Linked DNA regions of Mus musculus: region 1 is linked to region 2. Evidence: chromatin contacts called from public Hi-C data. All regions are on one chromosome and are shown on one strand. The core of a region is the stretch at or near the end of the contact, and the rest is flanking DNA. Distances in the headings are between cores, read along the strand shown.

Region 1 (7,165 bases), core at 167-2,666, 630 kb after region 2:
CCTGCTGCACAAGTTGTCCCTGTTCAGGGGGGTTCGTGGCCACTCAGCTGCCCAGAACGTTCCACTGTCTACTAACCCTTTCAACCAGAATCCTGTGGTCTCCTACCCACTACTGAATTCTCAGGAGAGTCTCGGTTGTCATCGTGGACCCTGACCCCACCCTACACCTGCTAGCTTTTCCTGAAGCTAAAATACATGATTTTAGGTAGAAGCATATTCCTCATTTCTCCAACCAGACTCTGCTCCCAAAGGGCCGTCTCCAGACTGGCCCAGGTGCAGACAGTCACCAGCAATTAACCCGAGCGCACCGTTTAGGTCTGTTGACCCCCTCAGCGACATTCAGTAGAAGGTTATGAAAGGACCATCATCTGAAGTCCCTTTTACCAGAGGTGGCTCCTTAACCAAAGGAATCATTCCAACCCCCTAGGCAAAACACGACAATTCCCCTTCCCTGATTGAGCAGGTGCTCTAGCTAATAACGCGAGCTGATCCCAATCTCTTAACAGCTTTGAGCCATAACTTTTAGAAGGGGAAAATGCCTTGCTTGGAGACAACTTCAAAGCCTATCGTATTTTTGTCCTATCGTTCCACAGAAGACATTGAAAGGAGAAACAAAAGCGGCATGCTTAACTTCGCTACGCAACTATAGTGCCTCAGTTTCCCCTCGAAGCGAAGACAGCCCCCGCCTCCTGGGCCAGAAAGTCCTGGATCTCTAGAACCTCCCGATGATCTGGCCTGAAGTCCGCAGCTGCAACACCACCTGGAGCCACAGCTGCGTCCAGATGGCCAAGTCCGGGCCTGCCTGGGCGCACCCTTCTGTCACCTGGCGGGGCCCTAGGGCGCCCCGATCTCGCTGCCTTGGGGCAAGCTCTAGAAGCTGCGTCTCCAGCGTTCGCGAGCCAGGTCACACCAGATGCACCTGCCTCTCTCGGCCCGTGGGTCCCTGAGCTCCAAGCCCGACCGGAGCTCGCGTGAGAAACGCAGGAAAAAGGAAAACAAGCCATAGGCAGGGCCGTCCTGGCCTCGTCGGCTGCCACCGAGACACCACCTGCGACGCGGCCGGGCGGCAGGGACAGAGGCCGGGCCGGGCCGCCGCGCGCGCCCCTTACCGGTGAGGCGGCCGCCCCCCTCGCCGTGCCCGCGGCGCCGCTGCAAGACGAAGTAGCAGCTGCTCTTCTGGGTCACCCAGAGCTTCAGCGCGTTCTTGAGCAGCACCTCCTCGGGCTTGAGCCACATCGCGGCGAACCTGCCGCGCCTGCGGGTCCCGGTTCACATCGCCCCAGCAGCCGGCCGCACCGGGCCGAGCCCGCTTGGAAGGAGGCGGCGGGAACTGCGCGCGGAGACAGAAGCGGGAGCGCCTGCCGAGCCCCGGAGCGCGGAGACCACAGCTCGCCGGGCTCACCCCGCGCTGCCTGCCGTGGCCCCGCCCCGGCTAGACCCTGCCCACCAGCCGCGGTCCCGCCCACCCCCGAAGCCACGCCCTCCACCCTCCCCGAGGCTCCAGTGGCGCCTCCCTGGTTTCCTAGTCTCTGCGGCTCCCGGCCAGGGTTCCGGAGTGGCGGGAGGAAATCGGAGCCACTGCCAGGTCTCCTCCCTCTAGTCCCGGACGAGTCTCGAATTCCCTCCTTCCCGGTAGGAAGCGAGCAACTGCGCAAGTTGTCTCCACGCTCCTTGTTTAAAAGCTGGAGGAAGGACCTAGGGGGAAAAGACATCTTGTTATCCAAGCTGCAGGTTGCCCAACCCAGAGTCTTAACCTTAAAGAGCACAATGCACGCCAGTAAACTGGAGTGTGTTCAAGTTTCAAATAACCAAAAGCTAACACTGAAAATTGGAGACAATTGTATCTGGATTTTTTTTTAATGCTGCGCTCTTCATTTTTTTTTTAAATTAACACAGAATGCTACATATTTTAGTCCATATATACAGCAAGGAGAGGGTCAGAGAAATTGCTTTCCGTTAATTCAAACATTTACATTTCTTCTTTATTACATTTTATTTATTGGAGGGGGTGGTCACGAGAGACAGTTTGGCGCGTGGAAGTCAGAAGACAACTTTGAGGAGTCAGTCTTGGCTTCCATTATGTGGACCCTGGGAATCCAACTCAGGTCATCAGGCCTGGCAGCAGGAGTCATTCTTGACATCCCCCACTTATTATTTCTCTTACAGAATATTTTTTCATGCTTTTGTAAGGATACAACTGAAGCTATAGGAGAGGTGGCAACGCAGAAACCTGAGTCCAGCAGCAGACCATACTGAACACTGAATGTCTTACAGAGACATAGGACCTAGAAGGCACCACTATGAGACTCACCCCTGCAGGTCCTCTCCGGAAAAAAATAAGGCTCTTGTGTCTATTCTGAGAAAACATTAAAGAAAAAAACAAACCCACTAGAACATGGGAGCAGGTAATAGTAACGAGAAGCCACGGGGCATGTGAGTACAGGGTTTTAAATAAATATTTTCTCTAGGCTAGAGTAGACATGTTAGCTGTCCTTGAAAAAGGCCGAGGGAAAGGGATCCACGTGTTCTCTGTGGGGAGGTGGTTAGATCGGATATCTTAGCCAAAGGGAGGGGAAAGGTTCCCTTAGTCCCTGGGTTTTGACAAAAGGACAAAATGTGGTTGTTAAGTAGGACAGAACTGGAAAGTAGAAGCTGTCCTGGGGGAGGATCAGAAACTGGTCAGATCCAACAGACAGTAGCCCTGTAGAAAGCAAAGTGAGACGGGAGGTTGGGGGATGGGGAGGACGGTGGAGGGGAAAATAAGCAAGTTTTAGAGCCATGTTGTATACAAATGTCACCACGAAGTAAGCCCATTTCTCTGCAGACCAATCAAAAAATACAGAGAGAAAGAAGAGGAAGAAGAAGAAGAAGAAGAAGAAGAAGAAGAAGAAGAAGAAGAAGAAGAAGAAGAAAGAGAGATATTGAGAAAGCTGGTACACTGGCCAGCCACAGGCAACCATCTTCTCAAGAAAACAGAAGTTTATAAGCCACAATCACAGGCTTGGAGCCACACCAGAGTCAGAGGAGTCAGGGATGGGTGGCAAGAAAAGATTCCTTCACGAAACATTCCCAGGCACCCTTTGCTCTCTGAAGCACTTCGGGCCAGAACCATAGAGGTGAATTGGATATTAGTGCTTTTGTGTAACAAGATATTTCCTGGGAAAATGCAACACACATGTCTACTCACCTCAGATACCGATCCCATGACAGACCAAAGTGTGGACGCCACCAAAGTCCAACCTGGTCAACCAATGAGTTTTCTTGGGGTTACTTACAGGAATATGGGTGAGAGGTGACTTACAAGACCAGAAATGACTCAAAGACAGCTGCCTCACCAAAACCCACACCAGCATGAGTGACAGCTCACAAAGCTGGGAACCAGAAACACAGTGCACAGCCTGAGGGCAGGAGAGTGTCCTTTCTAGGTACCTCGGTTGGTCTACACTCTTCCAGGCAGATGGGCTGGCTGGTTTTTGCTTCTTCCAGGGAACTAGCTGGTCTGGGCTTAAGAGTCTTCTTTGTGGCCTTGCTCTACTGCATCTGAGAGGGACTCTTGGCTTTTATTGTTACTCTGGCAGGAAAGGGTAGCTGGCAGGGGTGGGGGGTGGGGGTGGGGGTGGAACCGGGTGGTGTGACTCTAGCCGGTTTCAGGGCCTTCCTGAGGCTATTTGTTTACCTTCCTGCTTAAGGAGCTTCCCTGTAGGATGGAATTTTTTTTTTAAAGATTTATTTATTATATGTAAGTACACTGTAGCTGTCTTCAGACACACCAGAAGAGGGCGTCAGATCTTGTTACGGATGGTTGTGAGCCACCATGTGGTTGCTGGGATTTGAACTCCGGACCTTTGGAAGAGCAGTCGGGTGCTCTTACCCACTGAGCCATCTCACCAGCCCCAGGATGGAATATTTTAATCTTGGTGGAAACTATTATACACCTGCCCTAGAGATTCACAGATGGGAAAACAGACACAGAAAATTGACGTGGGCTGAAGATATGGGGATGCACAAATGGAATCTTCAGGTGCTGGAGAAACAGGTTGAGAAAGCTCTAGAGAACACCTTTTGCTAGACTAGAGCTTTAAAAAAAAAAAAAAAACACATAGGCTTGCCACAAAGTCAAGGCTAAAGGCTCCTGGCTGCCTTGGCCTCTAGAGCTGTGAGGCACATTTCTAGTCTTTATAAATTATTCACTCTGTGGTATTCTGTGATAGCAGCAAAAAACAGATGGACCTGCTACACACACCCAGTGAATTATCAGTGGTTCTGATTGAATGTTAAATCTCCTGACCCATCCACAGTCACTCAGGTTGCAATTATTTAGCGCTTCCCCGTCAAATGTTAAAAGCAAGAGAAGTAGGGGCTGGAAAGGTGGCTCAGTGGTTAGAAGCAAGACTACTGTTCTTGCTGTCTGGTTGCCAGCACTCAGACAGCTCCAGGGATCCAGCAGTCTCTTCTGGCCTCTAGGCACTGCACTCCCATGAACAAACCCACAGAGACACGCGTGATTTAAAACATTTTTTACTCTTTAACTTGACTCGAGGGGAGCAGAGAGAAGCTCCTGGGGCTTACCTCTCCTCCCATTTCTGAGTCTCCTGCCTCTGCCTTTCACCACCACCTATGTCAGAGAGGAGCCAATAGAAGGCAGAAACACTCAGAGGGCGCTCTAAGGAGCTCAGCCTTCCAGACACAGAACAAGGAAGGAGATCCAGGGGAACTGGGGAAGAAGACATCCACAGGCACACACAGCATCCTCCTGTCAGCCACCTCTGGGTGCTAATCACCCCTTCATGGTGTTATCTTGGGTTGGATTGTACCCCTCAAAAGGTCTAGGTTGGCGCTCTAACCGCCCCCCAGCACCCCAGACTGTGACTTACTTGGAAATAGGATGCATGCAGATATAATTAGTCAGATGAGGTTATTAAGATAGATGTTAGTACAGTGAGCGGGATCCTTACAAAGGAGGAAGTTGGGGCAGGCGCACAGAATATCGTGTGCTGATGGAGTAATGCTGTTGCAGTCTAAGTAAACTGTAGGAGCTCAGAGAGAGCCTGGAACACCCTAAGAAGGTGCCAACCCCAGTGACTTGATTCTAGGCTTCCACACCACTCAGGTTCTGGACAGGACCCTCCCGGCCTTATACCAGGAATGACCTCAGGAAACGGTTTATTGACAAAGAAGTCTGACTGAGTTACTCTTCTAACTGTGCACAGGAAACACGGGCATGTTAGTAACCCATGACGTTCACTGGCAGCAGGATTACTCCAAGAAGCCCTGGTGGTGGTGTGAGGGGTGGGTAAAGAACAAGGCTTGGGGGCTCTTGCTGCTAAATGTGGTTGCTATGGCAACGATGGGATTACAATGAGATGGCTGTTTGTGACTGCTCTGAAAGGGAGAGAGAGAGAGAGAGAGAGAGAGAGAAACAAAGAGAAACAAACAAACAAAGAGGAAGGAAGGAAGGAGCATAAAGTGTTAAATTCCCATCTCAAGGTACAGATGTGATGAAATTTCAAAGAAGTTCTTATCTGTGTGGCCACAGAATTGGCCAACTCTTCTTACGATCCTAATATAATTGTGCTGGTTATAGAACTGGGGCAAAGGTTCCCATCCAACCTCAGCAAACTCCCTTGCTAAGAACGGGACGCTGATTGGGAAGATGGAAGTCAACAGATACGTTTTGGAAACCTTTGGACTGACACAGACAAAGCCAATTCCCCAAACCAAGCCTCCCATCCCAGCCTCCACCTACAGGGAAGCCTGAGAGTCTCTGCAGCCTTTACTTAGAACCTACGTCCGTGCACATTGACTCCAGGCCCTCAAAAGAGAGTCTTCGTGGAAGGAGACTCCAAGGTCAGTTTGAGAAGGGAAGCAGAAATGCACAATACACCTCAGAGTTGGAAAACCCTTCCCATACATACTGGGAAGAAGTTGAAGGTCATGTATGGCTCATATTCTAGAGTGTCAGGCCAAGGATAAAACTGGAGTCAGCAATATTTGTAAATATTTACATACTCACAATTATTATGTTCATGTATATGATTTTTCAGAATGATGAAAGAGTTTGGGGAAATGTATATAAATATACGTATATGCCAAAATATCTTTAAAACCAAGAGCTGGTGACACTTGGGAGAGGTCTCAGGCACCTGTCTGCTGTACAAGCATGAGGACTGAGCTTAATCTCCCAGAACCAAAATAAGAAAACCAGTGGCACATGGTTATAACCACAGTCCTGGGGAGACAGCCAGGGGAAGGGGCCTGGGACATGCTGGCCAGCCAGTCCAACCAACTCAGAGAGCTCCAAGCTCAGCAAGAGACCCTGGCTCAAAAACCCTAAGGTAAAGGGGCTGGAAAGATAAATAACCCTTTAAAAAACAATAATTAATCATTTTAAAAGCTAAAGGGCAGTTAAGAAAGACATCTGACATCAGGGTCCAGCTTCCATATGCGTGTGCACACACCCACACATATATGTATGTATTATACACACAAGCAAAATAATTTTTTAAATGTTTTGAAAGAGTATTTTGTAGAAAACAGTAATACAAATAATGCAATGTAAGTTAACTTCAATTCCTGCAGATGCTCCTGGTAACAGCCATGTCTTTAACCCTAGCACTTGGAAGACAGGGACAGGAGTATCTCTGAAAATTCCAGGCCAGATAGGACTGAATAGTGAGACCCTGTCTCAGAGGAGGGCACCCTGATATGATTAGAATATAAATACACACATAATTTGTATATAGTATTATATAACAACGTTTTATAGGTAATTTCTTCACCATAATACCTTACTATATTCATATTGCACATAATGCCTTATCGTATACTCATATGTCTGCTCTTCAAATTCTCCTTTGAACTAATCTTAACATTTTACTGGGTTTCTTTCCCCAATTGAAGAGTTGAAAAGAATCCTTGGCCGGGCGGTGGTGGTGCACGCCTTTAATCCCAGCACTTGGGAGGCAGAGACAGGCAGATTTCTAAGTTCAAGGCCAGCCTGGTCTACAAAGTGAGTTCCAGGACAGCCAGGGCTATACAGAGAAACCCTGTCTCAAAAAAACAAAAAAAACAAAAAAGAAGAAGAAGGAGAAGGAGAAGGAGAAGGAGAAGGAGAAGGAGAAGGAGGAGAAGGAGAAGAAGAAGAAGAAGAAGAAGAAGAAGAAGA
Region 2 (6,928 bases), core at 2,401-4,900:
ATTTAGGTCAGCTGTGGATCAGCTCTTTTCACAGAGGCACAGAACAGAATGAGACAGAACTAATTTCAAAAATTAGTTTGAAAGAAAATGAGGCTGAAAGAAATGTGTTTCCAAAGGATCCTAAAATTGATTGGAACAGTCCATGAAGCAATCTGTGCACTAGGCATTGATGAATCCAATAGAGAAACCAACTGGCAATTAGTGAGGCGTAACAGCTGGTCGTAGTAAAGAAAAGGAAGAGAGCTCTGCCCAAAGTCACCATTATCCTAAAGAGACCATGAACAAGCCAAGCCTGGCCTCTGTAGAATAGACCTCACAAAAATAATTCAGCCAGCCACTAAATGAATTACAATAAAAAACCCCACAGGATAGGGAGGGATAGCAGCAGTCACTATAGCATGCAATAAGCATAGCATGCAATGAGCAGTTTCTAACACCACACACACACACACACACACACACACACACACACACACACAAAACAACAGCAGTAGATGACAGATTTGAGGAAACCGGAAAGTAGACAGAAAAATCAGCCGCGATCATGATTTTACGTCAGGTTTTCCAAGAAAAGATTTCCAAATAGTCATTTAAAATGTGTTCAAGTCCTAATGAGAACTGTGGCTATAGATCTGAAAGAAGAAACAACATTGCATTTCAAGGTCTCTGGGTTTTGAGAAGCACACTAAGGCAAGTCTTTTGGTAGGGATTTATTGGGAAAGTTAATGCCATGCATGGAAAGACAGCCACTGAGTCTAAGCAGGGGCTCCCTATTATGGCCTTCAGAGAGGAGGGCTGGCCCCAGCCCTGTAGTTGATGAGTATCCCATAGTGCTCTCTCTGTGTCCATTGTAAGGAGTGTCCATCATACAGATGTGCCACCTGTAGGCACTGAGAGCTTAAAGTGCTTGACAAACATCTGTCCTGGTTACTTTTTGTAGCTGTGATAAAATAACCAGGACAAAAAATACATTAAGGGAGAAAAGGTTTATTCTGGACTACAATTCCAAGGGGAGACAGTCTAGCATAGCAGTGAGGTGTGGTGACAGGAGCACGAGGCTGGACAGTCACATTGCATAGTCGTACTAGGAACAGATAGAGGACAGCAAGTGGTGCCAGGCTATAAACCTTCAGCCCATCCCCAGTGACATATCCTCTATCCAGGTTCAACTTCATAATGGTTCCATAACACCCCCAAATAGTATAAGGGTTCAAACACAGGAGTCCATGGGGGAACCTTTTGCATTCTAACTGCAAGAACTTCCTCTTAAGAGGTGAGAATTACAGAGTCTCAGAAGACCGAGGGAGAGGGCTCTCACCGTTTCCTTTACAACAGCTATGAGAAAAGAGAGTAGCTTCTATAGGTGAGTCGCTGGCCCAAACTCAACATATATGAAGTATAGAGTTCAGTAAGGAGATGGGACACACACACACACACACACACATACACACACTTATGGCCAGTGGAAAGCAGAATAAAGGAATCCCTTGTATGAAGTCTCAACCATAGATTTGAATTGACAAAAAAGAGAATTTGAAGAATGGAGGAAAAGCCAGTGAAGAAAAGGAACCTCAGAACGTAGGCCTCTGTGAATCGTTCTAATGTGCATGTGACAGGAGAAGCAGAAGGGCAGAGAACAGACAGGACAGCGTGTGACTATGAAGAGAGAGAGAATGAAACCCGTCCACACTGAAGAAAATCTTCAGGGTAGAAATCCAGGCTGCTCGCAGGGCTGTAGGTAGGCTATGCATAATGATACCTACAAGTACACACATCAGAGTCAACCTGTTGAAAGGCCAGGCAGGAAGAAGGTCCTGAAGGCAGCCAGAGAGGAAGGACTTATCTCTTGAAAGGAAGTCGCAGCAAAATCACCAGCTAGCATCTCAACAAACAACAGAAGCCAAAGAATATAGGATAATGTACTTAAAGGTCTCAAAGGAAAACAAGATGAGCTGCCAACCCCAAATCCTTTATCCAACAAAACTGCAAGGGAGGCAAAGACATAGATAAACAATGCCCAAGGATATCTACTGTGGTCAGAATGCCTTTATCAAAGCTGCAAAGGAGTTCTACAGACTCCAGACAGGATGAAACAGGGACCCACTGCCAGGAAAGGTAATCATATCAATATAAACTGCGGAGTAAATACATGTTTCTCTTCCCTTACTCTCTTAGCTATTTAAGAGGTAGCTGTAGAAGACAGTGTATGTGGGGTGTGTTGTTGAGTTCTCTACAAACAACACAGAGTCACTAAGCTGACGACAAGCAAATAGCAACAGGGTCGGGGTTGGGAGCCTATGGATAGCACAGCTACTGCTACAGAAAATACGGTTGGGTTTGGAGGAAAAAAAAAATAATGCCAGGTAGTAAATCCAATGCAGAGAGACATTTGAGGGGAAGCATAAATAGAGAATAAAGATATCAATACACTAGGAGCGTACCCCTTTCTCTTCTTTCTTTCCTTAACATCTATGTCAGTTTCTCAAGGTAGTATAAGGAAGTATCACAAACGAGGTGACGTAAGTCAGAACTCTCCCCATTCTGGGAGCCTAAGTCTGGAAACCAGGAGGGCTGTCTCCGAAGGACAGGGTGCCCCATGCTTCTCTCTTAGCTTTTGGGACTTTGCAATCATTGACATGACTTCTTTATTACAAATTAATTTCAATGATTTCCATTTGAAAACTTAGATAATTCATAGGATTATAAAAGTGTCCCCAGGTTTGTTTAAAGCAATGTAGAAAGCTTGTCCAGGCTGAAAACCAGAGGAAAAGTAAAGAAACATCTCAAAAGCTTAGTCTTTGCCAAAGTTCTCAGGCCTGTTTGATAGCTATAGGGATTGTTTCCCAAAGTTTCTGGAGAATGAATGACTCCATGAACTTTCAGGACCTGGAAAAGGAGAGAGGTAATGATGGTGGACCTTGCCAACTGCAACATGTAGCCTTCCTCACATTCACCCGCTGCTTAAGCACACTACCAGGATACTGCACAGGTTTGTCGTTTTCTGTTTGTGCTACCTAAGTTCCTCACTCTGGGGAGCATGGTACGTCCATCTCATTGTGCCTTTGCCACAGTGCCTGTTGCTTCTAGATCCTGTGCGGATTCATCACTGTTTGGGAGTCCCTCTTCCTATGGCTTAGCTATTGTTCCCCATCTGTGGGGCCCTTCCCTCCAGGGTGGGACAGAAAGAAGGACTTCCTCTGAAGTCAGGGGTGAAGTGGCTCATCTCCTTGGACTGATTCTCCTTGTTCCTGCTTAAGGTCATTGTGACATCTGTACACTGTGGGCACCCCAGGTGCCACTCCAAACTAAGAGCAAAGTTATTTGCTTTGTATGCTTGGCAAGAGCTGGAAAAAGGGCCAACCAGACAGGGTACGCTTTAGTTTTCCAGATGTATTGCTCACATTCCTGTCGCTCCTTCTGTCTGAAGCCCTTGAGCCTGGAGTATCCCCACAAGAGTGAGCACCCTGTGCCGTACTTCTTGGTGTGCTTGGAGGACTACAGTCTCCTTTCTCAGGCTCATTTTGTCTGTTTTCAGTGGATGCTCAGAATCTATGTCCATCTGATAATCATCTTCCTCTAACAGCCTTGTTACTGGGCTGCTCTGTAAAGATAATTTTCTGTTATTTATTGCTAGGGAATTATCTTTCTGTCCCATTGTGTCTGTTGCTTTTATATCATCACAAGGTTTGATGTGCCCTTTTACACAACAGTAGCTGATGTTCTTGCTCATTGTGTTGATGGGATAATGAGAGGAATTACTGCATCAGAGGGCAAGAAGGAAAGAGATGGACGTGAAAGAAGTAATGAGAATAGAGGGAGATGGCGGGGGAGGGGGGGTCTGTGCTCAGCTTTTTCTCTTTATCTGATATTTATGTCATCTAATTTCAGCTCCTTTCACTGCACCACAGACCCTCCCGGTGCTCCTGGTCATGTGTTACATGTCCCACTTCGAAAATTGTGAACTGACTTTATGGATTAGTAACAAAGTTTCTGTGATTAATAAGGAAGTTCCTGTGCTAATACTTAAACAGCATCAAGACATGTAACATTGTTACTGTTTGATATCCCGGCCTTCTCTTCCCTCTTCCTGGTCTGTGGAGCACCCAGTGACTTGACTTCTTCAGTGAGATAGGTCCTATGCTAATATTTAAACAATAACAATACATGTATCATTGTTGCGGTTTGAAACCACAGCCCTCTTTTTCCTCTTCTTGTTCTGTGGAGCACCTAGTGCTCCTGACTGCTTCAATGAGAGGCCAGTTGTTGCTGAACATCTGTTCATCAAGATCCTCAATTGAATTAAGCTGCTCAAAAAAACTACTTCTTAGCCTGTCTTACTATCTATGTAACTGTGGATGATTCTGAACTCTTAGTATTCTTGTCTCTACCTCCCAAGTGTGGGGGCTACTGGTGTGTGCCACCATACCCAGCTTAGAAGAATGCATTAAGTGGTGGAAATACCAAGAATACTGTTCTTTATTCATTGCATCCTGTTTTCCTAGCAGGTGTGTTTAAGAACACAGTTGTACCTACTTGTCATCCACAAAGTAGAGAAGAAAACCAAGGTCTTTTCCTGTCATTGTTGAATTTACTATGTTATTTACTAAAGCACCCAAGGTCTTGAGAGTGTTTTTAGCTTGTGACATTTCCTCAACATTGAAGTTTAAGGAAATGTTGTTAGTTCTTATGGGATAGCATCTCAAGTTAGCAGGTGGTATTGTTATACTGGCAGAAAAGCCAATGTGGCACATCAGGGCCAAGTGACTCCTCACAAGTCAAGTCGGTGAAAGAACAGAGGAATCACTGACCCAGTGTGCGAGGAGGCTCCTGTTGCTGTGAGAGGAGAGCTTACAGGGGTGACAGGTTGTGTTTGAAGCTTAAGGGAGGTTCAGTCCATAGCTGATTGGCCTTGTAGTTTGGGGTCATCATGGCAGTGAGGCAACCCATCATGACAGAAATATGTGGCAAGGAAAAGTTGTTCCCATCGTCATGCTGTGACATCAGGAAAGAGGAGAAGAAGAGGAGGTGGGGGTGGGGGAAGAGAGGCAGAAGTGAGATAGATATTCACAGAGACGAATGAGATAACAAGAGACAGAATGACAGAGAGACAGAGTCAGGCTGAGAGAGAGAAGAAATATGGAGTGAGGGTAGACATAGAGGCGACACACACATAGAGGTAGCTTTCCCCTTAAATCATTAGTATTTAAATGGATTGATCCATTGGTATGACCTGAGCCGCTGTGATCCAATTACATCTCAAAGACCCCATCTCTGAACACTGTTGTAGTGGTCCCTGATGTCTACCCATCATGAGTTTTGGGGACCATTTATGATCTAAGCATAATGCTCATTGGACTCTGATGTAATCCCTTGGTGGCGCTTCTTAGTTTCACAGTTGTTCCTATACTAAAACTTTGTGGGAAAACGCATTGATGGTCAAAAGTGAGGTGGAAGATTTTGTAAGCTTCAAAGGTGAACAGTGGATGGACAATGGGCCGATGCGGGGGGATGCTGGGAACATCATTGCAGTTGCTCCCATTTCCTTTGACAAAGTGATCTTTGTCAGACAATTTTTAAAAATCAGGTGTGGAATATACAGGCTTAGAAAATATAAAAACCATCTCTGGGGAGCCTCCAACCACCGAACCCATGCACAGTACACAGGACAGAGCTTTCCGTGTGAAGCAGCCACTCGTTGTGCTACATGCTCAGAGCTGGTTGCAGCAGCTGATTGCAGCCCTTATTAGTAGTGATTAGTATTGGCTAAGCAGTAACGAGGCTATGGATCAGATGAAGCCCAATGGCCTTCTTTTACCTTTACAGACCAAATGTGAGCCTGTACAGCATCAGAGAAGGAATTTTCCCCATAAAGTCGTGAGACACCGGATGCATGAACGCAATACACTTAAGGTCCTAACACAATTTCATTGCAAAGTAGTTTGTGCCTCAGTTTCAGAGACCTTGTAGAATTTGGTTACATTTTTCAGATCCATTTAATCATCAAGCAAGCCAGCAAGTACGCTAAAAAGGAAACAAGGTAGACACAAAGGAGTCCTACTCACACCTACTCTGCACAGCCAGCCCTTGCTGGACCCGGGACTGGTTCTCAGTTTTTTCCATTTTTCATTTTCTTGTCAGTACTGCTGCACCCACCTGGGTGCCTCAAGGTTATCACAGGCCCATGCAATTCCCACAGGGGCTTTAAAGTCACCTGTCATTAAGATTGCAAAAGCAGAATCAGATGGCTGGTGCCAGGGAGGGGCACTATTAGTAGGTATGGCCTTGTTGGAGTGGGTGTGGCCTTGTTGGAGTAGGTGTGTCACTGTGGACATTGGCTTTAAGATCCTCATCCTAGCTGCTTGAAAGTCAGTATTCTGCTAACAGCCTTCAGATGAAGATGTAGAACTCTCAGCTTCTTATCCACCATGCCGGCCTGGATGCTCTCATGCTCCTGCCTTGGTGATAATGGACTGAGTCTCTGAACCAGTAAGCCAGACTCGATTAAATGTTGTCCTTTATAAGATTTGCCTTGGTCATGGTGTCTGTTCACAGTAGTAAAACCCTAACTAAGACAGCTGGGGTTATTAGTGAGTGCCAATCCAATAATAGGAGAAACAATAAAATCACCTGTATGGACTGCACAGTATTTAAGAGGAGAAACACCATTGCGTAACACATGCATTTTATATGTCTTTGCTATGAATGGAAGCTGTTGGCTTGCTGATCTCATATGGACATACATAGACAGACATACATGAAGCTTTGTAAAGGCAGCTTGATTTTTCTGCTTACTATGCATCCCCCCGTAGAATAACTATCTATAACTTGAATAGAAAAACTGCGCACTAGTACAAAATACTTGATTATTACTTAGTCCTGTTTGGGTGGCTTTTCTGGATGAATCCCCAACCCCCTATGGGTACAGAGA

The links. Hi-C and Micro-C count contacts between places; a contact is called where the count stands out from the background.
Region 1: a Hi-C map of the G1E-ER4 cell line shows a contact between it and region 2, with 5 times the contacts expected there. The contact joins the promoter of Tbc1d8 here to the enhancer-like site in region 2. A contact is called at or near these places in 3 of 39 promoter capture datasets (the 3T3-L1 cell line, 3T3-L1-derived adipocytes and hippocampal neurons), 1 of 484 Hi-C or Micro-C datasets (the G1E-ER4 cell line) and 1 of 9 other capture datasets (embryonic stem cells).

Annotation. Positions count from the first base shown.
Region 1 is chr1:39,477,331-39,484,495 of GRCm38.p6, forward strand. It overlaps Tbc1d8 (TBC1 domain family, member 8), which reads right to left and starts at 1,417. Exons shown (of 20, transcript NM_018775.4): 1 at 1,110-1,417. The coding sequence starts at 1,236.
Region 2 is chr1:38,848,826-38,855,753 of GRCm38.p6, forward strand. No RefSeq gene overlaps it. Among named protein-coding and RNA genes, the nearest start is that of Lonrf2, 16 kb to the left of the region's middle. Within about 2 kb of position 3,651, at least 2 of the 459 cell types and tissues checked have an H3K27ac peak or open chromatin away from gene starts, as enhancers often do. A contact at or near this core is called in the G1E-ER4 cell line, where this site is marked.